Regions from separate parts of the Mus musculus genome. Here region 2 is linked to region 1. The links are chromatin contacts, called in public promoter capture Hi-C maps. All regions are on one chromosome and are shown on one strand. Each heading gives the region's core, a stretch centred on a gene start, on an enhancer-like site or on the middle of the called end of the contact. The rest is flanking DNA. Distances are from core to core; before and after follow the strand shown. Region 1 holds the start of Ckap2 (cytoskeleton associated protein 2). Region 2 overlaps Slc20a2 (solute carrier family 20, member 2).

What was found. Promoter capture Hi-C pulls out the DNA fragments that hold promoters and counts their contacts.
Region 2: a contact with region 1 is called in a promoter capture Hi-C map of embryonic stem cells. The contact joins the enhancer-like site here to the promoter of Ckap2 in region 1. A contact is called at or near these places in 3 of 39 promoter capture datasets (the 3T3-L1 cell line, embryonic stem cells and liver), 1 of 484 Hi-C or Micro-C datasets (the C2C12 cell line) and 4 of 115 datasets of contacts at active chromatin or transcription factors (embryonic stem cells, memory CD8 T cells and stem cell-derived neural progenitor cells).

The regions. Positions count from the first base shown.
Region 1 is chr8:22,183,778-22,188,163 of GRCm38.p6, reverse strand. It overlaps Ckap2 (cytoskeleton associated protein 2), which reads left to right and starts at 2,345. Exons shown (of 9, transcript NM_001004140.2): 1 at 2,345-2,480. The coding sequence starts at 2,372. It overlaps Gm29878 (a long non-coding RNA gene), which reads right to left and starts at 2,136. Exons shown (of 2, transcript XR_378798.3): 1 at 2,085-2,136; 2 at 1,012-1,079.
Region 2 is chr8:22,542,589-22,546,974 of GRCm38.p6, reverse strand. It overlaps Slc20a2 (solute carrier family 20, member 2), which reads right to left. Exons shown (of 11, transcript NM_011394.3): 5 at 1,375-1,471. Among named protein-coding and RNA genes, the nearest start is that of Vdac3, 49 kb to the left of the region's middle. Within about 2 kb of position 1,839, at least 43 of the 459 cell types and tissues checked have an H3K27ac peak or open chromatin away from gene starts, as enhancers often do. A contact at or near this core is called in embryonic stem cells and memory CD8 T cells, where this site is marked.

The DNA of each region.
Region 1 (4,386 bases), core at 1,096-3,595:
CGGAGGTTGGTAAAGGTACACTAAAATAGGATATTTCAAGAGAAGAAAGAAAGGAAGGAAGGAAGGAAGGAAGGAAGGAAGGAAGGAAGGAAGGAAGGAAGGAAGGTAACCCTATGGCAGAGTTGGGACTGTAGTTCAGAGGTAGAGCACCTGTTCTTAAGTCTCTGCATTCCAACACTGGAACTGAAGGAAAAAAAAAAAAACATTAGCAAAGTATCTGAGGAAAAGAAAGGAAAAGAGCAGGAGAAAAGCTGATCACTGCTGAGAGCCAGCTGGGGAGACCCTCTGGCCTGAGTAATAGGTAGTAGACATTGTAAAATGAATTATGCATTCTAGCTAGCCCATATTAAAGACACGAAGTCCTGGTATTTTATTTCCAAGCTGTAAGCCTAGACTGGGCAGGTTTTGGAGCTGTTCTACCTCACATCCCCAGCCACTTGTCCCTTGTCACTTGCTGTTTCCCATGGCCATGCACTCGTGGGCCATTCCCCTCAAGGCAGCTTATTCCTCCCTTTGTCTCCTTTCTCCTTCTCTTGGTCTCTCCTGAGACCCCCCCTCACTGGGTCCCCACAACCTCCTGCCTTTCTCTCTCTACAACTCAATCACAGGCTCTAGTCTTTTATTAACTTTAAATTGGGGAGCAAGATTTACATAGCTTCTCTGGGTGTACAGTTAGGGGGCAACCAGACCCAGACCATCCTCCAGTTGTTCTCCCTCACTTAAACAAACAAACAAACAAACAAACAAACAAACAAAACAAGGCGTCTAACATGATGTCAGGTGTCCTAAGGTCTGAGGTGGGGGTTGGGATAGGGGCAAGGGGTGGCTATTTAATGGGTTACAGATAGCTCAAGATAGGTTGTATCTGGGCCCTGGTCCTGCAACATCCCAAGCTCTCCACAACCTTTGAGGTTCCAATCAGTTAATCAGTTTGAAGATGTAGCTTTTTTCCTAGAAATATGTTTCACACATGTCATTTTTCTGAGGGAGTACAGCAATGAACCACCACTGTTAGCATGTCTGGGTTTTATGTTGGTGACATGTTTAAATGATGGGCGTCAAAGGTTAAGGCAGCATGCCTAAAAAGACAAACATAGACAAATTGTTCAACAGGAGTTGGTTTTGTTAGCATTCTGTCTAAGCTCCGCCCCACAGTTACCTGGCAATAGCCAGGCTTGCCTGACTCACTATGAGAGGGGCTGCTTGCTACCTCTGCCCTCTTCCCTCCTTTGCTCTCTCTTGTCTTCTTGCTCCTGCTCTGTCCTCTCACCCCTACTCCCCCTTGTCTACATGTGCTCTCAGCCAGCCTCTATTCCTCAACTCTCTCTGCCTTTCTCTGTCTCTAATACCCTTTTAACTCCCTTCCCCATTCCCTGAGTAAACTCTATTCTATACTATACCCATGGGCCTGCGGGGGCACCCCATACCTGACTACACATCCACCAAAACATATTCCTTCTTTCCTTTATCTTTTTATAACACACAATAGGTTTAACTTCACAGAATTATATCCTGCCTTGAAAGAGCAGAGGGTTATATCCTCAGTTTTCTTTTTCTTCTGTCTCCTACACTTGTTTGCATTTCACAAATGCATATATAAATGCACAGAAAGGGCTGGGCATAGAGTTGTAATCTTAGCACTCAGGAGGTCAAGGAAGACTGCAAGTGAGTTCTAGGCCAGCCTGTGCTACGTAGCAAGATTTTCAATAAAATAACAGCACAAAGGTAGATCTCAACTTAAGATTTTGTTTGCAAAGTCGGGCAAGTGGTGGCACACGCCTTTAATCCCAGCATTTGGGAGACAGAGGCAGGTGGATTTCTGAGTTCGAGGCCAGCCTGGTCTACAGAGTGAGTCCCAGGGCAGCCAGTGCTATACAGAGAAACCCTGTCTTGAAAAACCGAAAAAAGAAAAAAAAAAAAAAAGGTTTTGTTTGCAAGCTGTGCAAACACGAGACACCTAACATCTGAGCTCATCATCTCGCTTGCGAGGTATAATCGCAACCTAATTCTGTTAAGCAGCTCCAAAGATCATTCGGGAACTTGTCCTCAGGGAAAGCAATGAGCCTTATCCCTAAGGAGCGCACCAGCATTTGACAGGTGCAGTCACTGCGGTCCTTTGGCTTCCTCTGGGCTGTGTCTGAAGACATGTCCTGACTTGTCAAGCCTGGTCCTGCTATATCCTGAGGATTCAACAAGCCCGCTCCAACGGCGTCATCCATCCAGTTGGGAGAGCTTTGTTCGATTTTGAAATTTCTCGCCGGCTGCCAAGTCTCTGGATTCTGGGACGGCCCCGCCCCTCGCCTGGGCCCCGCCCCTCCGCGCTCATTGGTCCGTTCAATCCACGCCGGCGCCGAGGCGCGCTCATTAAGCGATGGCAGAGTCCAGGAAACGCTTCCTTGGCAGGGCTGCGAGGAATCCCTTGCCGGTGACCCGGGACCTGCAGCTGCCCCCGACCAGGCGAGACCAGCCGGCCTTCCGAGGTGAGCGATGGCACGGGGCCTCGGCCGCTAACTCTCTCTGAGAGCCCAGGCCGCTGCCGAGGGTAGCGCGTGGCTCGGCTCCTGCCGGGGCCAGCGGTTTATCTTCGGGGTCTGAGGGCGGGGGCGGGGCTGCCCGGACCCCCGACTGCGCCTGCGCGCGCGCTCGCTAGCTCCCGGGTTCTCCTATCTCTGTGCTTGGAACGTGGAGGTGAGGCTGGGACTGTTTGCATGATGTCCTGGACGTTTTGGAAAAATGGAGTTGAATGGTCTGCAGCAAGAATGTGGAAAACTTATGTAAGTTGGTCAGAATTTGGCGACTGGTATCAGATCTCTCTACACAGTTGTTTCTGGAACCCTATATTGAAATGTGTTCCCTGCAATTTTCACTCGATTAGGACATTTGATGCTATTTATTTATTTATTTATTTATTTGGGAGGATGAACCTCAGAGCTTTGTATACGCTAGGCAAGTATTCTATCATTGAGCACAAGCTAGAGTCCTGAGAGGAGGGAACCTAAACTGAGAAGATGTTTCCACAAGATCAGGCAGGCTGTAGGCCAGCCTGTAGGGCATCTTCTTAATTAGAGATTGATGGGAGAGGGAGGGCCCCGCCCATTGTGGGCGGTGCCACCCCTGGGCTAGTGGTCTTGAGTGCTATTTAAAAACAAAAACAAACAAACCAGGCAGAGCAAGCCTTGTAGCTACACTTCTTCATGGCACCAAGTTCCTGCCCTAACTGCTTTTGATGATGAGCTAACTGTACTATGGAGATATTAGTAAATGAACCCATTCTTCCCCAAGTTGCCTTTGGTGAGAGTGTTTTCATCACAGTAATAGTAAGCCTAAAACAGCACCTTGCATGTAATTTCTGATTCATGGGATCATTTGTCTAAATTGAGAAATCTCCTATTGTGTTGTTATAGGAATAATCTCTTTTCCCAGGGAGGAGACACTCCACACCCTTAGTGGTTACTCTTTAAAGCTCTTTAGTAGAAGTTGTTCGCTCTGGCTAGCACCCAAGGAAGAGCCAGCCCTGAATACGAGACTTCATTGGCTTTTTAAACACTTTAGACTGGTGCTTTCTTGTCGCTTTGGTTTTTGTTGTTGTTTTGAGACAGGGTTTCTCTGTAGCTCTAGCTGCCTGGAACTTGATCTGTAGACCAGGCTGGCCTTGAACTCAAGAATGTCTGCCTCTGCTTCCTGGGGTAGGCTTGTGCATTTTACACTACTCTCATCCTTAAATCTCTTTTAGATCCCAGCCCCAGGTTACACTTTGAACAATTTAAACAGAAAAAAAAGGTCACTGGCAATAATTCTGACATCTTTGCTGTGTCGACCTCCCACCTGACCAAGTGGCCAGACTTAATGATAGTCCCGCATCTCTGGGAGGAGGCTTTCCTGGTCTGGTGTGCAAGCCAGGAGACAGGAGCAGTAGACTCTGGCGAGTCTTATCCTTATTTGGTAATGAGGTTATTGTGCAGCTTACTGTGACCACTCTCACAGGAGGTCCCATCAAACCTGACGTGCAAGTGTCTGGTCAGCTTAACCCATTTTACTTACCTGAACATTTAATTCTCCCTAACCAGTTTGCTTGGTTTTTAAATGTACCTATTTTGAACAGTATTTTATATTAAACTGCCTTTGCATTGCCCATTCAAGTTTAATTTTGAAAATATATTACAGAAGATTGTATAATGTGGGATATAAATTGGTCTCTCCCTCCCATCTTGTCTCTGTAAATGAATTATATTTGTACTTAGTGTGACTACAAACACAATTCTGGACACATAAAATATATGTTTAATTACTTTCTTATTTTTTATTTTACTTTGAGACAGCCTTTCTACATAGCCCTGAATGTCCTAATCCACTATGCAGATCAGGCTCGCCTTGAATTTACAAACC
Region 2 (4,386 bases), core at 590-3,089, 360 kb before region 1:
GGTGACGCATTACAGATACTGTGGATGCTTCACAATTGTGAGTAATAGATCACAGGAATCCATGGAGCGGATCTTTAGATGGATCTATCAGAGCCATCCCTCAGTATTAGTTAATTTGACCAGCAAAGCGAAGGACCAGAACTCCCACTAGGCTCCTAGTCTAGGACCTAATGTCTCAGTTATGACATTTGCTGATTGATATGTATGACAGCTTAAGCAACCTGGCACGTGTGGAATATAACAAACTCTTTCTCTAAATTCTCTTAAATATGTCTTCTAATAATTTTGATGGCCTATCTCTATATTTACTACATGCTGAGTGTTACTACATCATTGGAAATATTAAGAGTCTATACAGGTCTGCAGATTATTATTCTGTAGTCCCAGTACCAACCAGAGCTGGTACCTGGGGTGGGCAACTGTTCTGGCAAGAATATACCCGGAGGCCTGGTGTAGTGGCACACACCTTTGATCCCAGCACTTGGGAGGCCAGCCCAGTATATATAGTGAGTTTCAGGACAACCAGGGATATGTAGAGATAACCTGTCTCCAAAAACCAAAACCCCAAACAAACTAACAGGAAAAGTACCCATGACTAGGTAAGGACACTGCAGTCCGCTTCGTGAGGGGACACATATGGAGCAGGGCATGGCCCCCAGTACCTACAATGTGATAGACAGCAAATCGTGTGATATCCTGTCTTCTAAGTTTCCCTACATTTGTAGGAAAATACTCTCACTTCAGGTTTTTATAGGACTCACTTACACGCAAGAGAAGTGGGTGCTCGTGACTCCAAAGGACCAGACACACGCAGAGACATTTTTTGACATTAATTATTGTATTGCCAGGCTTTCCTGGACCTGGTGACTCAAGCAACATTTTGGCCTCAGTCGCCCAAGTGCAGGGACTACAGGTACACACATCTCTTTCTCCCCATCCCACACCTAAGCCAGGATGGGAAAGCAGGAGCAATCATCACCAGACCCTGGGAGTCTGCGGCTTGCAGCGGTAGACCACTTCTGACCCGCCTCTCCCATCCTGGACAACCGGACATTCCTCCTGACCACCCCCATGGCTCGAGAACAAGCTCTAAGACTCCAAGGCTGTCAGCTGGCTGCTGGGACAACATAGTGGGTAATGGCTGAGTGGAATTTAACTCGAAAGCCTGTTGTTTTTTGCAATTTATGTATCTTCTTGGTATTTAAAACAAGGAAAAACATTTATTATTATTATTATAATTATTCTACTATACCATAATGACTGTGAACAATGCCTTTTACTATTAGCCAATACCAGGACTTGCTCCACAGCTAGTCAATGCTGTTCAGTTACAATACCTTCCTGTGCACTTAGGATTCCATGGCGGGTTCTTACCTGGCGCTCCTGTGTACATGATGGAAAAGACATTTATTGCTATGGTAGCAGCATAAAACAGAGGCAGTGCCTGGAGACCGTTTGGAACAGGGTCCTCCTGTGTAACAATGAGTAAAGTGGAGGTCAGCAGGTGAGCATCTGGTAGCAACACAACCCTCATGATGCGAGTCCCAGTTATGGGGAAGCAGTGTGGCGTTCGTTCTGCTGCAGTGAGCCGCTGCTCCGGCCCAGGCACCTTCTACACAGGTGCAGGTTCAGCAAGCCCACGTGTGCGGCCAGCATGAGAGTGCTAGGGTCACCTGAGCTGACATCACACACAGAGACAGAAAGCTGTTTGGGAGGCCCATGTCTGAGGCCCCAAGCACAGTGTTTGGCCATGACTTCTTCCAAACCGATATAGTGCCTTCTTCACAGGGATGCAGTGCCCACGTAGGCCAGAAGAGGGCGTTAGAACCCTGAGACTGGAGTTCCATGTGGATGCTGGGAACTGAACTTGCATCATCTGCAAGAACAGCAAGAGCTCCTACCCGCTGAGCCATCTGTCTAGCCTCTAGAAATGCAGATCTATAGAACATTTTTAAAGGAATAATGTAGGCTAGAAACACATCAAAGCTGTACTACTGCATAGTTGCTACTTAAGTGACTGATCTCTAAAATATACCCTGATGCATGTGGGTGAATAGGCCACCTGTCAAGATCAAAGGAAAAGAAGATGTAACCCCTCCCCCCCAGATGAACTGTGTGGTAAGAGAAGGTGAAGGCTACTTCAGAGTTGTAACCACAGGAAGGATGCTGGCGGAGTAGGCACAGCTCAGCAAGATCTTCTGGAATGCCTCAAGTCCCCACAGGCACTGGTCCAAAGACTTGTGTTGAAGGTAGTGAAGCGCAAAGAATGTAAAAGAGGGACTGAAAAGGTTCCTGCTGTGTGTGAGCTCTGCCCAGACCAGGCAGGGAGGTGGTGGTGGTGGGGGGGGCACACAGGAAAGCAAATAAAAGACTGAGCTGGAGAAGGGGGTGACAAGCTAGCATGCCACCTGAGATGCACCACACAAAGAGTCCCTGCTGGAATGAAACCAGAGGCCACGCAGGTGCCGCCTGTCACTGTCTTTAGATAAAAGCACTATTTTCTTGGGAACTAAGGCTGTCTAAGGAGGTAGACAGCCAGGAGACAAATGACTCCTTGAGACCACCCTCCCTTTCCTCCTCCTGTTCTTTTTTTCTTCTTCCTTCCAATCTATCCAGTTGGCATGTCACTCATCCAAACATCCAACATATCCTCTCCCTCTCCTCCCTCTCACTGATATTTTGTTTGTGTTGAGAACAGCACAGAGCATCTGGGTGAGCAAATAGGAAGGCTGAGGAGGAGTGGGATGTTTTAAACGTGCAGTCGGCAAGGCGGGGCGGTAGTGGCGGAAGCTGGCTCAGCCTGTGGATGGTGTTTGCAGAAAAACTGAGCTCTCTGCATTGAAACTGGGCTTGGGTCCATTTTGGGAGGAGTGGGGATTGGGTGAGGGGAGGTGAAGTTGGCTTGGATAGGGTGCAGTGGGCTGGGCTGGGCTGAGCTGAGGCTGTTTGGGCTGGGGTGGAAAGGGCTAGGGTGGTGGGCTATGGTTGGATAGGGTAGGGTGCACTTGGGTGGTGGTTGGGGTAATAGCCTGGGGTGGTGTGTGTTGTGTCTTGTGTGCCAGCAAGGTATTAATACCACAGTTCTGTTGAAGCATTATCTGTGGAGATTCTGAAAGGCCCATGAAAAGATAATTACGTTTAAAAAACCGTCTTTTAGAAGGAATTGATTTGAATCTTATCTCTCTTCAGAAAATGAGCATTTTCCTGTTCTTTTCTTTTTCCATTCTTTACAAACACACTTTTCAGGTCCAATAGATTTGTATCTGGAGTCTTAGAATACACCTTCATGGTAGTATGAATTATAGAGAGAATTGGGGAGGGAAAAGAAAGAAAGGCAAGGTGGTATGGAGGGAGAGAATAAGGGAGGGAGAAGGAACCACAAGATACCAGAGATTCTAGATTCAGAACTTGCCTCCTCTCACTGGCAGACCACAGTGGTCTTCAGTAGGATTAGAGTCTGGTTCGGCTGGAGATGCTCAGCGGCACTACATTCTCTTAACAAACTGCTGGCAAGCATCTTTAAAGGTAGTAAGCACAAGAGAAGGCTCTGGAATTAAGAGTGACTAAGACACCCATGGTCTCCACCCTCATAGAAGGCAAGCAGGCAGACAGGAAGAGATAACACACCACACACTACCGAGCACTAAGAGAGGGCAGCACACTCCAGAGCAGAAAGGAGGAAAATGCCAACTCTGGGATAGGAGAGATGTCCTGGAAAATGACACCAGGAAGCTGGATAGGAGGGTTCTGACTGAGGATAAAGTCCAGGTGGAAGAAGCAGCAGTACTGGCCGGTGAAGGCTGGTAGCCAAACTGTAAGCTAACTTAATGTGGCCAATCCTAGCCCAGACGAAGGATGCTGAGACACTGAAGACCGAGTTTATGCTTACTCAGGAGAATGAACCTTTAATGGTCGACAGGAACACACGGAGGAAGGAAGTCATGTCCTTAATGTATTGAGTGTGCACGAGCAGCTCTTCTGTCCACACACACACACTCACACTCACACATGCACACACTCTCTCACATGCACACACTCTCACACATACTCATGTGCACACACACGCACACACACTCCTATGGCAGATTTACAATTCAGCACAGGAAGAGATTAATGATAACACAATAACAGCGCTATATGACAATATACATGCATAGCTTTGTCAATGTCTTATTTATCACACTTGCCCTTCTTCCTCTAATGATGAGAGATGCCACAGTCCCCATGTGAGGGCATGAAGAAAGGCGAATGAAGCACTGGGCTTCCACAGAAGTGTTTCTTCAGCACAGATATTGCAGTATCAGAGATGGCTAAGAGATCAGCAACACGGATGTGCTGGGCAGGGGAGGTCACACCGTGCTGGCTGCTGTTGGAAGTGTGTGAGTT